Regions from separate parts of the Oryctolagus cuniculus genome. Here region 2 is linked to region 1. A link is a contact called in public Hi-C data. All regions are on one chromosome and are shown on one strand. Each heading gives the region's core, a stretch centred on a gene start, on an enhancer-like site or on the middle of the called end of the contact. The rest is flanking DNA. Distances are from core to core; before and after follow the strand shown. Region 1 holds the start of LOC100354653 (olfactory receptor 2C3). Region 2 holds the start of SH3BP5L (SH3 binding domain protein 5 like).

What was found. A called contact is a pair of places that touch in the nucleus more often than the background predicts.
Region 2: a Hi-C map of an unstated tissue shows a contact between it and region 1, with 3 times the contacts expected there. The contact joins the promoter of SH3BP5L here to the promoter of LOC100354653 in region 1. A contact is called at or near these places in 2 of 6 Hi-C or Micro-C datasets (ear pinna and an unstated tissue).

The regions. Positions count from the first base shown.
Region 1 is chr6:1,809,389-1,812,634 of mOryCun1.1, reverse strand. It overlaps LOC100354653 (olfactory receptor 2C3), which reads left to right and starts at 1,984. Exons shown (of 1, transcript XM_002723165.4): 1 at 1,984-2,949. The coding sequence starts at 1,990. The coding sequence ends at 2,949.
Region 2 is chr6:2,199,481-2,202,818 of mOryCun1.1, reverse strand. SH3BP5L (SH3 binding domain protein 5 like) reads left to right here and starts at 1,557. Exons shown (of 8, transcript XR_011389626.1): 1 at 1,557-1,714; 2 at 2,080-2,662. ZNF672 (zinc finger protein 672) reads right to left here and starts at 1,235. Exons shown (of 3, transcript XM_070075962.1): 1 at 1,147-1,235.

The DNA.
Region 1 (3,246 bases), core at 735-3,234:
TTTAAGGATTGAGCTTTTATTGTAACCATTTTTACAAACTTGAGTGGAAATGCTGCCTCTGTACCAAGACTCTGGATGGCTCGGGCACAGATCCAGTGCCACAAAGCAGCTCTGGGCTTTGAGTACCTCTAGAAATAGGTCAGGTCACCAGGTGCCTCGGAGTCCCCAGTTCGTGGAGACATGGACACACTATCTGCATATAATCTGCTGTAACTGAGTCACCTCAGTTTCCACCTTTCCACACCAGGCACACCTGCACGCAGGCACACTCACTGCCCTTGTCACATAGCCTCCCATTCCAGCTCAGCTGCTGCGGCTCTCTTCAGAGGACTCGTAAAGCTCCACCGTGTGTGACTGTTCCAGCTTGCCTCCCTTCTCCCACATCCACACCACAGCAGGTGCCGGCTGCCTCCTGATCTGCAGGAGTGGGACCCTACTCCCCAGGGCTCCTCCCACCACACCACACACACACACACACACACACACACACACACCTGCTGGTGTGGGAATCACCAACATCTCAGTGTCACAGCAGTGTGTGGGGGTTTGGGCAAATGCCCAGGGTCCGTGGCTATGCCTACACCATGGAAAACCTGCATGTGCTTTACAGCACTGGGAACACAGTGCGTGTCCATGTCCATGGTGCCTGGTCAGCTTGCAGTCAGAGGGACAGGTAAAGTCCCCTCTCTGGAACTGGAAAGCTAACAGCTGTCTCCATATCTGCTCTGGTCCCCACGCTTGGGTAAAACTGGGTTAGAATAAACTGATACTTCCTCTTAAAACACAGTGGTTTCTGGGGATGTCTGAAGAGGCCTGCAATTGTCCAGCTTCCCCTGTGGAATCCTCTGGCTTCAGACATGCCTGCTAAGCTGGGATTGTTCACCACGATCTGTGCAAGAGTGGAGGGCAGCTGGGCCCCTCTGCAGCCACAGCTGCCCAAGTCCTTTCCCGGGCGGCCTGCAGCTGTGTCTGGTTAGTGCTCTTATCCTGCCCTGCAGGGCTGCACAAGGTTCAAACAGCTTTGTTCCCTGGGTTCACTGCTGCATTCCCTGAATGCCAACAGAGGGACCTCTGTGATTCAGACCTGGGGCTTGGCACTGGGGATGCAGAAGTAAACTGAATGGATAGGAAGTCCTAGCTCTGTGGCATCTGTGATGTAGCAAAATGAGATGGCAGTAAACAGAACCAATGTCAGTGTACCCACAACCAGGGAACAGGTGCTGTGTACAAACCAAATCCAGGAGATGGAGAGAAGGAGTGGGGGTGAGGGGGGTTTCTATCTCATACAACACCAGGAGGGGGGCTTCAGCCAGAAGGTGGCTTTTGAAAAGTGACCTAGAGAGGTGACAGAATGGGTGTGCGGATGCCATGGGGGGGAAGCACCATCAATGTGGAACAGAGCCGCAAGCCTTGCACCAAGGCAGCAGGGGAGATCTTACCCATCCTACTGCAGCCCCCGACTATGCTAGGATCACCTGCAGGGGAACAGATCACAATTCAGGTGACAAACAATGGTAGGACCTGCATAGCCAGGGGCAGCCAACCTGGCAAGAAGGGACAAGGGCCTGGATAGACTTGACGACACAGAAGAAAACCACCAGGGCCTGTGAGGATGGACACAGTTCTAATGCCTGCCCAGTGGTTATCACAGGAAGCACTGCCCCTGCCTGCTGAACATTTCACCAGTAAACACTCAGGTGAGTCCCGATGTCGCTGCAATGAGTGATGTTTCAATCACAAAATCCGTGTCCAGAATTTTGCATAAATGTTCATTTTCCCCAGGCTCTGCCCATCCTCAGGCTCCCATCACACGCTGCAAGCTGGCCTCCGAGAAGCTAAGGCAGCGACACTCATGGGCAGCTGGGGGCCGGTAACTGCTTCTCATGCCACTCCCTGATGCAGTCATTCCACCTCTCCTGTCCTGTGCCCCCTCCCCCGCACACACACCCCCAGGGGGCCTTTCATCCCTGCATGCAGCTGTGGCTGACAATGGAAGGAGCCAACACAAGCTCCCCTCCAGTCTTCATACTCCTGGGCTTCTCGGCACGGCCCTCACTGGAATCTGTGCTCTTCCCAGTTGTCCTGGGGTTTTATGTCGTGTCTGTCCTGGGCAATGGCCTCATCATCCTGGTCTCCTGTGTGGACGTGCACCTGCACACGCCCATGTACTTCTTCCTTGCCAACCTCTCCTTCCTGGACATTAGCTTCACCACCAGCATTGTCCCGCAACTCCTGGCCCACCTCTGGGGACCGCAGAAAACCATAAGCTATGCAGGCTGTGTGGTCCAGTTCTACATCTCTCACTGGCTGGGGGCCACCGAGTGTGTCCTGCTGGCTGTCATGTCCTATGACCGCTACGCCGCCATCTGCAGGCCCCTGCACTACATAGTCATCATGCGCCCACAGCTGTGCCTTGGCCTGGCCCTGGCCTCGTGGCTCGGGGGTCTGAGCACCAGTGTGGTGGGCTCCACACTCACCCTGCTTCTGCCTCTGTGCGGAAACAACCGCATTGACCACTTCTTCTGTGAGATGCCTCTCATCATGCAGCTTGCGTGTGTGGATACCAGCCACAACGAGCTGGAGATGTATGTGGCCAGCTTCCTGTTTGTCGTCCTGCCCCTGGGCCTGATCCTTGTCTCCTATGGCCACATCGCCAGGGCTGTGGCAAACATCAGGTCAGTGGAAGGGCGGAGAAAGGCGCTCAACACCTGCTCCTCCCATGTGGCGGTTGTGACCCTGTTCTATGGGAGCATCATCTTCATGTACCTGCAGCCAGCCAAGAGCAGCTCTCACGAGCAGGGCAAGTTTGTGGCTCTGTTCTACACCGTGGCCACGCCCACACTGAACCCACTCATTTACACCCTGAGGAACAAGGATGTACAGAAGGCTCTCTGGCACCTCGTCTCAGAGGACTGCTGCAGCTTCCTGGGGAAACAGGGGCAGGCTTAGCACTGCAGCCATTTTCGAGGAGGAAAACTAAGTTCTGAGTCATCAGAACCAATTCTGGATGGTGGACTTTTACAACCCACATCCCACATCAAAGCACCTAGGTCCCAACTCCAGCTTCCAACTAATGCAGACCCAGGGAGGCAGCGAATGATGGCTCAAGTGATTGGGTTCCCGCCCACCTTGTGGCAGACCTGAATGGGTTCCTGGCTCCCAGTCTTGGCTCAGCTAGATGGTTGCAGGTATTTCAGAAGTGAACTAAAGGATGAAGTGAACTAGATGATGTCTTGTTCCATGGAG
Region 2 (3,338 bases), core at 308-2,807, 390 kb before region 1:
AGTGTGTGAGATGTGGAAGAAGCTCCTGGCTTCCGATGGGCCCAGCTCTGGCTGTTGCAGCCATCTGGGGGGTGAACCAGTGGATAGAAAACCTCTCTTTCTCTCTGCCTGTGCCTCTCTGTAACTCTGCCTTTCAAATAAATTACTTCTTAAAAGGGGGGGAAAAGAAAATGTAAGGGCTGGCATTGTGACACAGCTGCTAAAGCCTCCACCTGCAATGCTGGCAACCCACATGGGTGTCGGCTCACGTCCTGGATGCTCCATTTCTGATCCCGCTTCCTGAAAATGGCCTGGGAAAAGCGGTGCACGTGTTTGAGCCCTGCCACCCTCTGGGAGGCCCCAGTGAAGCTCCTGGCTTCAGCCTGTCCCAGCAGTGGGCACTGTGGCCATGCAGATGGAAAACCTCTCTCTGTCATTTCTCCCTCTCTCTGTAACTTTCAAAGTGAATAAATCTTAAAAAAAAAAAAAAAAAGTTAATGTGCCTTCCATATAGTTTGGGTAAAGATCTTTTTCTGACACTTTTTACAATATTTACCACATATATGTAATTTCCAGGTTGTGTCCCAATTAGTGCGAGTGGATCGGTTTACAAAATGAGCACCGTAACACTGAGACAGCATCGTTTTGGTCATCGCTGTCCAAAATCGCGGCACCTTTTGAAACGCAACAGACCCCAGGACTCGACCAGCCCCCAGGGAAGTGAAGGACACGCAGGACGAGGCAGAAATACCCAGGCCGGACGCCGGGACTTCGCGGGGTCAGATCGACGATCTTAGCGCAGACCAGCTGAGGGCTGGCAGCGGCAGGAGCCAGACGAGGGTCGCGGGGCTGGGGAACCCGGGGGTCCGATACGCACCAGAGGCTGCACGGGAAGGCAGCTGCAGAGCTGCTGTCCAGGATGGAACCGCGAGCCCTTACAGGACAACTACGGAGACGCAACCCGCGCCGCCGCCGCCGGCCGCAACATCAACCGCCCCCGGCGTAGAAGCAGGTGGGGTCAGGCCGCGCCACACTCGAGGGAGCCACGTTCGCTCTGGGGGTGCGCTCACCCCGGGGCTGGGGAGAGGGCGAGGGGCCGCAGGCCCTCCGGACGGCACGTAAGGGAGCCGGGCGGCGCCCCGCACAGCCCCAGGGTCCGCGCCTTACCCCACCGGACGGGAAGCCGCTCTGGAAACCCACTCGGCGGCTCAGCGCTCAGCCCCTCGCCTCAGGCCGCGGCAGCCCCAGCCACGGCAACCGGAAGTCCACGAGCTCATTTCCGGCGTCGCCCCGCCTTCCTGGGCGTTCCCACAGCCGGCGGCCCGGGGCCGTAAGGCAAGATGGCGGCGTCCGCTCCGCGGCGGCGAGCCGCCCGATGGGCTTTATTTCAAACACTTTCCTACTCCTGATTCCTGCCACTCGCCCGGGTCCTTCTCACAACCGCCAGCCTGTATCTTTATTTCACTCAGCACCGGTGGGAAATGGGCTGCACGCAGCGTAAGCTGAGGCTGAGCGGAGTCCTGTACGGAAAATACGGCGAAGGCTGGGCGGGGTGCCGCATCCGGAAACCCTCATGAAGCCCCGCGGGCGGGGGCGCGGCAGGGGCGTGGTCACCCAGTGAGGCACTTCCGCTTCCGGCCGGCCCGGTCGTTTTGGTTGGGCCGGCTTGTTGTGAGCAGGGCGGGGGAAGATTGTTTGCAGCCGCGGAGCTCCGCGGCCGGGAAGGTAAACTGAGGTAAGGCTACGAAGGGAGCTTTCGCGGCGCCTATGCGGATTCCTGGGGCAGGGCTTTGGGGGTGCGGAGGGGTTGCGGTGGGAGGCGGCAGGGCTGCTCCGCAGGCTTGGGGCGAGGGGCGTGGGGCGGGGCTGGGGCGCCGGAGAGCGGGCCCCCGAGGGAGGCGTGCAGGTGTCGGTTGGGGTGAGAGGGGCTGGCGCGGGGCCGGGTCGGACCTGAAGTCCTTGGGGGCCCGGAAGGGACGTGGCGGGTGCGCAGGTGGGAATGCAGGGGTGCAGCCCTGGGAGGCGGGAGGTCGGGAGGGGCTGGTGGCCGCGGTTCTGAGGCGGACTGGACCAGACGCCGGCCCTTTGTCTCCCCTGCAGCTCCCCAGAGACGCCCGCCCCGCGGCCTCTGCTGCGGCTCAGCCTTCTCTCCCGCCGCCGCCACAGCCTGGAGGCGCCGCCCGCCTCCACCCTCCCGAATGGTGCTCCTCTTCGCAGGCCTCGGCCCAGGATCCAGGCCGCCTGTGCCCCCTGCCTCGGAGCCGCAGCTCCGGGTCTCCCTGCGTGGACTCCCGGCGGTGAGGAGGGAAGAAGGTCTGCGCGGCCGAGGCGTTAGCTCCAGCAGGCCCGCCGGCAGCGTGACGTTCCGCCTCTAGTCGGCTGCGAGGCTCTGCCTCCTGCCGCCTCTGCCATCCAGAGCCCCCCAGGCCTCAGGCTGGGGCCCTGGTCCCAGCATGGCAGTCCTGCCTTGTGCCTAGGGCCCTGCCCTCTCCCGGGCCGCATGGCGGAGTTCAGACAGGCTCCGGGGGGGCGGGAGACCCCACAGGGGGAGCTGCGGCCTGAGGCCGTGGAGGAGGAAGTCCCCAGGAGCCCAGGCGCAGAGGAGCCGGGAGGAGGCGGAGGCGGCAGCGGCGAGGCCAAGTTGTCCCCCAGGGAGGAGGAAGAACTGGACCCTAGGATCCAGGTGAGAAGAGGGCCAGCTTCGGGCCTGACACCTGTGCCCCCACGTGCCGGGCGGGAAAGGAAATCAAGGTTGTCAGCAGGCCCTTGGGAAGGTCGCGTGGCGTGTCCAGAGTGCGGTGTGCTGCAGAGAGGCCCAGCCGGGGAGCCTGGAGCGCAGGGTGTTCGCGTCCCTGAAGAAGCGGAGCACCCAGTGGACGGCAGAGGCAGAAGCACACTTCTGCGGGTGGGAGTGGGAGTGGGGAGGGGTGGGGAGGGGACGGGAGGGGGCATGGTGGTGTACTTCCCCGCAGCCAGCAGGGCTGGTGATCAGTAATGCTGTGTGAGTTGCTGGGTGGGTGAAGAGGCCGTTTTGAGGCTAAGGGACTCTTCCCACTTCCTGCCTTCTCAGAAGGGAATGTTTACGTCTGTGAATGGTGAGCCTTGCAGCCGCTTCATAGGTAGCATCAGGGTTTGGCCTGTGGAGGTTTGTGTTAGTCATGGTCCATTTTTGCTGCACATTCTCGCCTCTGTGGACAGTGCATCTACCAAGGGAATGCAAGAGCAGTTTTTTTTGCCTTGGAGCGTTCAGTCTGGTTGGCGGGACAGACAGGTCCCCGAGGAGGAGCCACCCGGCAGCTGAGGCTGGGCTGTGGTGTCGCAGGATTGGGTGAGAGGGTCCCCGGGGCAGCTGCTGGGGC